Regions from separate parts of the Sus scrofa genome. Here regions 2 and 3 are each linked to region 1. The links are chromatin contacts, called in public HiChIP or PLAC-seq maps. All regions are on one chromosome and are shown on one strand. Each heading gives the region's core, a stretch centred on a gene start, on an enhancer-like site or on the middle of the called end of the contact. The rest is flanking DNA. Distances are from core to core; before and after follow the strand shown.

Region 1 (2,924 bases), core at 110-2,609:
GATCTCAGTGTTGGGACAGCAGCCCGCCTTCCCCAGCCAGTCACCTGGCCTGTCCTCTCCCCGTCCGGGGGGAAGCTCCCTTGTCCTGTAAAAGCTGGCTGGGACGGCCCTCTCCCAGGCCCTCCTGGCCAGCTATTCCGAGTCTGCCATTGCAAAAACTTCCTTTTTATTTCCGACTTCCACCCCTCACCCTGCGGACTCTTTACTCTTTCATGCTCTGTCCCACAGGAAAGGGGACAGCTGGTCACCCTGAGTAACTCTCACTGACCCTCAGCCTCGTCCTCTCTTGAAGGAAGACTCCCTGATTGTTAGCTGTTGGAACTTGTTTGGGTGGAGAGCTACACGAAGGCCGAAGGACTGGGACCCCCACAGGTGCTATTCAGCAGCCAGAAGGGTCCCCAGGAGATGGGCAGGCACCCAGCCCCCTTGGAGGCAGGAGGACGCCAGCCACCGCCTCCCTGCGAGCGGGCTGCCAGGTCCTGGGGAAGCTGCTTCCACGTCATCTCTGCAGGTGGAGCGTGGGGGGAGCGGCCTCCTTGCTCACGGGGACTGGCTAGCTGAGGCCAGCTTCAGCCATCTGGGCAAAGGTTCTGGGTTTGGGAAATGTGGGCAGAAGCAAAGAGAGGCAAGTTGAAGTTAAGCCTCACTGAAGCCCCTGCAGGGACCTGTGACTGCGTAGGGCTCCATGTGGTGGATGTTGGGCTGCCTGCCCTGCCTGGTCAGCCCCCCCAAATTTCTTTGCTTCCCCCCTGCCCTCCCAACCCCCAGGCTCTATAGTTGTTCCTCCCTGTTCCAAGGAAGCTGCTCAGAGGGGCAAGGCAGGGCTCCTGAGAGAGCTTCTAGACTCCTGGGCAGCGGGTGGACAGTGGAGCCTGGCATCACTCTGCCAGCGTTGCTGCTGGCTCTTGCGGAGAGGGAGGGACAGTGGTGGCAGCGGCAGCAGGAGGCAGCGAGCTGTCTAGCAGAGAAATCTTTTCTCCAGCTGGACAGATTGTCCTGCAACCTCCTCAGACAAGTCCAGACAGAACTCTGGGTGGGGAGGCAGCAGGAGGGGAAGCGCCCAAGCCAAGGACGAAGGATTTGCTCCACGGCGCCTCGGGAGTGTCCTGTGCCTCTTGGCCCCCAGTGTGACGACACCACGCTGGAACTAGAACCGATGCCACCTGGGGAATCCACATGGTTTCTGCTCTGCAGCTTCAGAAACACCCCCTCGAACACCTCCTCGGCTGTGCATCCACACCTGCCAGCCTCCACGGGGCCAGCGGTCTCCCCCGCTCCCCACTGCTCTCCTCCAGCTGGGCTCCAGCAGGGCGCTCTGGGCTGACTCATCAGGCCCCGGGCTTCCTTGGAAAGAGGAAGGCAACGGCGCACGAGGCCCAGGCTGACCTCAGAGGCTCTGACACAGCCCTTCCGGCCCCACAGACTCCCCAGCAAAGCCTCCCCACAGACAGAGCTTTCGGTTTGAAAATCAGAGGTTATTTTTAGCTACGTCCTGGGGCCGGTAGCAGGACGTGAATTCCTCAAGAGGAGCTGCGGAAAGGACAGAGCAGCAAGCTCGAATTCCTCAGCCGGCTAGGGACCCGCAGGAGGCCCTGCTGGCTTGTCTCCGGGTGGCAAAGCTCCCTTGCCTCCAGGTGGAGAGAGCTGTGTGTCCCCGAAGGAAGGGCCGTGAGGATCAAGCTGCACCAGGGGTCTTGCCTTTGGGACAGTGCTCACTGAGACATGCAGGCTTTGAGTTTGTGGGCAGTGCCCCCCTGCCTCCCCCCCAGCGTACGTGCGCAGAGAGGCTTAGCCCTTGAGTGGAAGAAGGTTCCGGCAGCAGAGGTAACACCAAAGGGCAGGGCGCGAGGTTAACCATTTCGCCTCCCTGCCCAGGCCTCCAGAGACACAGTAGAATCGAATCGGGGAGGAAATTTGGGACCAAGGCCAAGGTGAGGTCCTTTCCGGTAGAACGGGGTAATTACAGGACCGATCTCTCGGGTTGTCATCAGAATAAATGAGCAAATGCAGCGAAACGTCTTAGCCTGGGAACTGGCGCTCAGTGAGTGCTCGACTTGTGCTGGCTGTTATTATTATCACTGCAGCCTCCCCAGGAGACTGCACGGCAGGAATCCCGCCAGAGCTCCTGACTTCTCTTTCTACTCATGTTCTTTCTTTCCATGGGAATGAACGCAGTGGGCAGACCTCTGATTCCCAGCCCTCCCTTGCCCAACGAAGGGGCTCAAGCGGGGAAGCATGCGTTGGAGGAAAGGGAAGAGAGCCAGGGTGAGCGTTTCCAGCATACTACTGCACACGTCCCAACACAGCCTCTCTGCAGCCTGTAGGGATGCTGAGGGTTGAAGTATGAATGGGGAAGTTGGCCTGGTGGCTAGAAGACATGGATTCATGGGGCAGGAGGAAGAGTGGGGGACCCAGAGAGCCCTAGATTCAAGTCCTGCCTGTGTCACCCCTGAGTTGTATGTCTTTAGACTGGTCCAGCATCAACTTGAGCCTCTTTCCTGATCTTAAAATAAAGGGTGTTAGGATGAAGCAGTTTCTAAGACTTCTTCATTCAGACAAAATGATACCTCAAGACTTGCTTCCTTCAGCTTCTAGAACCTATGATGGCAAGAACTGCTGAGGTCCTTCCATCCTGCCTGGTAAGGCCAGTTAAGTCAGTTCTCAACAAATCACTAGTCGAACTGTTATCCTCTTACCCCTCAACCAGCACCTAATCTGGGACAGACTGCTTCTAGTGCCCAGCCAAGCGAGTTCATTCCGTGGGGCTCGAGGGTCACTGTTTGGGAGCATCAGTGGTGCAGCAGGGTCAGGAGGGGACTTGGTTTCCTGCTGTGCAGGGGAGTGCAGGCAAGGTTTGCCCTCCACCTCAAACGGCAGCTTTCCCAAGGACCACCGACCTCAACAGCACGTTGAGAGCCTCTGTC
Region 2 (3,019 bases), core at 437-2,936, 330 kb before region 1:
TGACCAGTGCAATCAAGGTCTTTCGGGAGTAGCTCTGGTGGCTCCTAACATCTTGTTTCGAGAAGTTTTGGATGCTCATCTTGAAGAGAAGACACAAAAAGAGAGAGCCTATCATCTGCTGAATGTGGGTTCTAGAAGAGGAGCCCAGCCCATGCTAGACCCCTCTGTGGGATCCAATAATGAATAAATCCAAGAAGACACAGACCTCAGCGATTTTCAAACAGGACTTAAGACTGACATCTCTTAATTAAGCTGCACTGTAAAATTGTGTTTCAAACATAGAAGGGCCAGGGCTGTTGGAGAAGGGTGAAGAGGGAGGAAGGGCAGGTCTGGAGAAGAGAATTACTCTCTCCGCTCCTCCAGTGAACTCCCCTAACCCAGGGGAGTTCAGTTTCCACTGAGGCCCCTCATCTCAGAGAACTTACCTCTCTCAGTTCAGACTGGTGCTTTTCCAGAAGCAGGAACTTGCTGCTAAGTTCTAGAATTAGAAACAGGAGTTGCTGAATCTAGAGGATGGAATAGCTCATCCCGCTCGACTCCCCTACGCTGTTCTAGAAGATGCTCTGGTGGCGAGTAGAGCTCACAGGATGGTCTCTCCCAAAGCCAGTACAGTCCTGCTTCCCAGTGCCTGTGCTCCTGGGGCTAAGACGCCCGATTTCTACCCAGCCTCCTCTAACCTCAGCCCCTCTCCCTCCCTAGATCCCCAAACAGAGGTGCCCCATACCTGTTCCGTTGGCCAAGACCAGCAGCAGGCAGTGAGGTTTCACCTCAGATTGGGCAAGGAGCAAGGAGCACACCCCTGGCCCGGCCTCAGCCTGCTCCTGCCCACACAGGATTTGCATCAACTTCTCTCCATTGTCCTTCTTAAACTTCTCCTGGGAAGGCAGAGAAAAAAGACAAGCTGGAGGTAACATTACGAGTTGACCCCGAACCGTGTCTGGGTCTCAGGCAATAGTTCTGACTAATGTCACACTATGACCCTCAAAACAAGAAGAATCTTTTTTTGTTTTTTCCTAAAATTCCTACTGGGGAAAAAAAAAATCCTGGAAACTGTATGTGTGCAAAAACACAATAATGAGAAAAACTCCAAAATCTTCCAGGACCAAAACACCTAAGACTAAGACGTGTCACTGCTAAGTGTCACGAGGTGGCAGATACCAGAGAACAAAGACGGGAAACACCATCTGATCTAAGGACTTCCCATGTGCACCTATGCCCTTCGAAATTAAATTCGAAAGAAGATATTGACAGTGCCACACTAACGAAGAGAAAGAAGATCCTTTGTTTCAAGTGCGCAATATCTCCAACACTGGACGGAAAGCCAAGGGAGGGAGGGTGGAGGGCAAAAGCTATGACACAGACTCCAGGGCCCCGGGTCCCTTCCTCCTGCCTCTCCCAGGGCCTCACACAGAGCACGTCTCCAGGCCAAGCGGGGTTCTCGTCTAATCTCCCACCTTCTGTCTCATTAGAATCACGAAGCCCGGGTTAACATGAGGGCCGTGGTTGAGCTCCAGGTTGCTGACCGGTCCCTAAGGACGCAGGCACTCAGGCTCCGGAGGCACACCGGTAACCCTCCCACAGAGAAAGCGTGAGTTGGGAGCCCTGGCCGGGTGCCCCTGGAGCACCCTGCACTCAGACCTCCCAGGGTTTATTCTGGCAGCCTCCAATGGGTGCGGCCTCCCCTGCACGGGAAAGGAACCGAAACCCAGACCGTCCCCTGTCCAGGATGGCAGATGGCGGAGGAGGAAATGCCTGAACAGCTCTGACCGCTTTCCTGTTGGGGGAAACTGCTGGGGGGCGGGGGGTGTGAGGGGGCATCAGAACCGAGCCTCCATGGAGGAGGAGGCTTCCTGTTTGCGGAGCAGGGCTGCCCCCTGGGGCAAAACCAGCACCCCCCCCCCCAGCTTGGAAAGTAGCCTGGGTATTTTCTAGTGCCATGGCCCCAGGCAGGAAGACCCAGGCTCCTCTGTGCCTGCGCGGGACAAGGTCAAGACTGGCCTCATGTCCCAGCCTTCTGCCAGCTGGAATCGGAGGCTTTGGTGGGGCCAAGAGGGCCGGGCGAGCTAACCTCCAGGTCACAGAGACAAGAGTCCAGAGGTAGCCTCAGAAGGTCCCCAGGGGCCAAGGTTACAGAGCGGTGCAGTCACAGCCTCGGGAAAGGTGAGGTTCTACAGGTGTCCAAGGAAGCCCTTGGAGAGAAGCACCCACGACGGCCTTGGCTGTGGGGAGTCTGGGCGGCGCACTGGATGGGAGCAGCAGGCTCCCTCTCCTTCGGGTCCACTGCCCTCGGGCGAGCTTTCTGTTGCCTCCCGGTAGGCACCATGCCCTCCCCAGCCCTGAGCCTTCCGGCTGAAGAGGAAGCAAAGCCCTGACCAGATGCCTCTGGTTGAAGCGAGTCTTGTCCCTGAGAGGGGCAGAGGAACCGGACTCTTGGACATTGAAACAAGCCGAGCAGAGTGGCTCCTGCTTAGCCTGCTGAGGCCTGGGAAGCTCTTCCTCAACCAGATTCAGCTGTTCCAACAGTCATCAGGAGCTGAATAGGAGACGTGGTGTGAAACCCTCTGGGGGGTGTCGCATGTGCGGTATGAGTGTGTGTTGGGGGGCGTAGCTATGAACACCGCGTGGGCAGAGCTGTCAGTGTGCACGCTCGGCATCGAAGCTAAATGCTGCTTCCTATGTCTCGGGCCCTTCTCTAAGTGTTTTACGCATAACGTTAACTTGTTTACGCCTTGTATGACCCTATTAAGAGACGGGTACTATTTTTTTCTTCTTTGGCTGCCCTGAGGCGTGTGGAGTTTCCAGGCCAGGGATCAGATCCAAGCCACAGTTGTGATCTAACTGCAGCTGTGGCAAAGCCAGATCCTTGAACTCACTGTGCCCAGCCGGGGATTGAACCTGCATCCTGGTGCTGCAGAGACACTGCTCATCCCCTGGCACCATGGCAGGATCTCTGAGATGGCTACTATTATTCTCCCCATTTGATAGATGAAGAAACTGAGGCGCAAAGAGACGAATGGGT
Region 3 (2,847 bases), core at 229-2,728, 380 kb before region 1:
AACGCCCTGCCACTGACGGAGCACCGCCCGCCGGCCCTTAGGCTGGAGCTACCATGTCACCTTTGGGCAAAAAAGAGATGAAGGAGCCCCCGCCGGCCACCCCCACCCCAAGTCTTACCTCCCCGTCTCCTTTCACTCGCACACGCAGAACCGAGTAACAAGTTAAAAAAATGGCAGGAACCCTTCCTTCTGAGTAAACGTCGCTCCTCGGCCAAGACGACAGAGCCATGCGACGCCGTGGAATGACTCCCTCCGCCCGTGGATTGAGAACCCGCTCAGGCCCAAGCTGGAGCCCTGTCAGCTGACCACAAGGACAGGGCCCTCTCCCCCGGCCCGCGGGAGGACTTCGACCTCCTCTCCCACGCCCTTGACCCCCAAGGACCCCAGCTTCGGGAGATGAGGGGTAGGAAGAGTAGCCCCTCCCCCTGGCGCAGCGCCCTTCCCAAGGGACTGGCCCCTCCTGAGGCTGCCCTGAGGCCTCAGCTCTCATCCCCAACAGGCATGGACACTGCTCACCTCGCTGGGAGCCTTCAAACAAGGCGAAGCCCCCAAACCGGGAAGCCCCTTGTCTCTAAGCCGCCCCACCAGCACCCTCCTCGTGAGGAAGGAAGGCCTGAACCAGCCAGAGCCCTCAGCACGCGCCGGGCCTGGTGCTCGCGCACGCCGGAGGCCGGCCTACCATCACCTCCACTTTACGGAGTAGGACCTCGGGGCCCGTGCAGGGGTACACGGCCTGTCCCCGACTCACGAACACCGTGTCGGGCAAGCCAGTGACATCCTCCTCTCAGGAGGCTTCCCCCAAACTCGGTCCTTCCCCGATAAACTGCTACTCCCTGTTTTCGCACTTGACAATCGCAGGTACAAAATTGGGACTAACTGCATGTCCTGAAAAGAAAAAAAAAAGGGTTGGCGTTTCCACTGTGGCTCATCAGGTTAAGAACCCGACACAGTGTCTGTGCGGACACGGCTTCCATCCCTGGCCTCGCTCCGTGGATTACAGATCCGGCGTTGCCGTGAGCCGTGGTGCAGGTCGCAGATGTGGCTTGGATCTGGCGTTGCTGTGGTTGTGGTGTAGGCCTCAGCTGCAGCTTCAATTCAGCCCCTGGCCTGGGAACTTCTATGTGCCAAGGATTCGGCCCTAAAAGGCCTGTGCACGTGTACCTTTTTAAGTAAGTTTTTACTATTGACCCACGTGAGTGAGGTGTGTAGAGAACGCCTTCCAGTGCACAAAGACGTTTTATGACGCAGTACCCCCCTTCATCTCCCCTCAAAGGCTAGGCAACACACAGATGAGCCAAGGAGAAAAGCCGGAGGCATCAGCCGAGACAGTGAGGGAGCAGCAGCGCACAGATGGGCCCCGGGTCTTCCCAGCGTGAGGCCCCAAGTTCTGGGTGCCACCGCCTGAGAGGCTCAGCCTCGGGCCTGACAGCAGGGCGTGACTCAGCAAGACTGGGTTTACTGGCTGTGTGACCCAGGGCAAGCTACTTAACCTCCTCTTGCTCAGCCTCTTCCTCCACAAAACAGCGCTAATGACCACGGTGACATGAAGTCACCCCGAGGATGAGATGAAATAATCTAGGCAAAGCCATCAGTGCACCGGCCAACACACAGGCGGCGCTGGGGACATGGCGGGACTGTCACTACACCTCACCGCCCAAGGCAGGCCTGTGTGTCCCCTTGACGTCCTTGTGCCTGTTACCATGGAGACCAGGTACAACAGTGTAGGCAGCAGGTGCTTATTCATGCAGGTTGGCTACGCACAACTTCCTCAGACCAGCCACGCACGTCACGAGCAGCTGTGGCCCAGATACAAGGGTGCGGGCGCTGAGGACAAGCCAGGGTTCTCAGTGGCCAGGAACCGTGCCTCCCACTGGCCGGGCTACGACCTGGCCCCACCGGAGCGCTGCACAGCATCTGCCCGATGGACGCGGCCCGGGACCAGGGGGCAGGCAGATGGGGGTTCCCTCCACAGGACCAAACGGCCAGTCTGGTCCAGGCCCCGCATGCACTCTGCCTTCTCCTGGACGAATCCTCAGCACTGCCTCCGAACCACCCTCCTGGGCTCCAGGTCCTGCTTCAGGGCTTGGGAATACACCTGTCCTTGGTGACAAGAGCAAAGACAAGCACATGGCCTACTTCCACCAACCTGTTTCTCACTTCAAGATTAAAATAATAAACACAGACATCCAGAGGCTAGAGAGCGTGGGGCACTGGAGCCGGGGTTGAGCCTGGCAACCTACACAAGGTGTGTCAGGGCGAGGGGGCCGCAGACAGACAAGCACCGGGGCTGGAATAGGCAGGGCTCGACGGGGAAGGTCACAAGGGCTGGCCTGGTTCCTCGTGGCACTGGGCCGGGGGTGGGGGGTGGGGGGGCAAATAGCACACTGCCTTCCCACACGACTTGTGACTCTCAGCCCTGTGTTCCCAGCACTTCCTAGCTGGTCGCCCTGCTAGCTCCAGGCTCTCTCTCTTCTCCAATCTAGCCTAGATTCTTCCACCAGAATGTCCCCTAAAATCCTGGACCTGCCCGACCCTTCTCTGCTCCCCATGCTCCCCAGCGCCTCGCCTGGGCTCTCGCCTAGCATTCCAGGCCCCCTGGCTTCTGGTCCTGCCCCCCCACCCACTCACACAGTCCTCACACCTCTCACCCCGATCCTGCTCACCACCCTCGTTCCCTCCCTCCGTCCGCTGCCACTGATGCTGAGTCTGCCCCTCCCAAATCCAGAGGTTTGGTTTTTTGTGGGTTTTTTTTTTTTTTTTTTTTTTTTTTTTTTGGCCACACCTGTGGCATGTGAAAGTTCCCAGAGTGGTCACTGTTCTCATAACGTGTATTTGCGGCATGCCTAC

The links. HiChIP or PLAC-seq counts read pairs in DNA pulled down with a chosen protein or histone mark.
Region 2: an H3K27ac HiChIP or PLAC-seq map of alveolar macrophages shows a contact between it and region 1, with 5 times the contacts expected there. The contact joins two enhancer-like sites. A contact is called at or near these places in 2 of 2 datasets of contacts at active chromatin or transcription factors (alveolar macrophages and skeletal muscle).
Region 3: an H3K27ac HiChIP or PLAC-seq map of alveolar macrophages shows a contact between it and region 1. The contact joins two enhancer-like sites. A contact is called at or near these places in 1 of 47 Hi-C or Micro-C datasets (skeletal muscle) and 2 of 2 datasets of contacts at active chromatin or transcription factors (alveolar macrophages and skeletal muscle).

The regions. Positions count from the first base shown.
Region 1 is chr9:134,607,191-134,610,114 of Sscrofa11.1, reverse strand. All of the region lies in intron 1 of PLXNA2 (plexin-A2), which reads right to left. Among named protein-coding and RNA genes, the nearest start is that of PLXNA2, 24 kb to the right of the region's middle. Within about 2 kb of position 1,359, at least 52 of the 83 cell types and tissues checked have an H3K27ac peak or open chromatin away from gene starts, as enhancers often do. A contact at or near this core is called in alveolar macrophages and skeletal muscle, where this site is marked.
Region 2 is chr9:134,932,583-134,935,601 of Sscrofa11.1, reverse strand. CD34 (CD34 molecule) reads right to left here. Exons shown (of 8, transcript NM_214086.1): 5 at 725-875; 6 at 426-478; 7 at 1-79. Among named protein-coding and RNA genes, the nearest start is that of CD34, 21 kb to the right of the region's middle. Within about 2 kb of position 1,686, at least 21 of the 83 cell types and tissues checked have an H3K27ac peak or open chromatin away from gene starts, as enhancers often do. A contact at or near this core is called in alveolar macrophages and skeletal muscle, where this site is marked.
Region 3 is chr9:134,982,827-134,985,673 of Sscrofa11.1, reverse strand. LOC110255544 (a long non-coding RNA gene) reads right to left here. Exons shown (of 2, transcript XR_002336086.1): 2 at 2,745-2,847. Among named protein-coding and RNA genes, the nearest start is that of MIR29B-2, 35 kb to the left of the region's middle. Within about 2 kb of position 1,478, at least 2 of the 83 cell types and tissues checked have an H3K27ac peak or open chromatin away from gene starts, as enhancers often do. A contact at or near this core is called in alveolar macrophages, where this site is marked.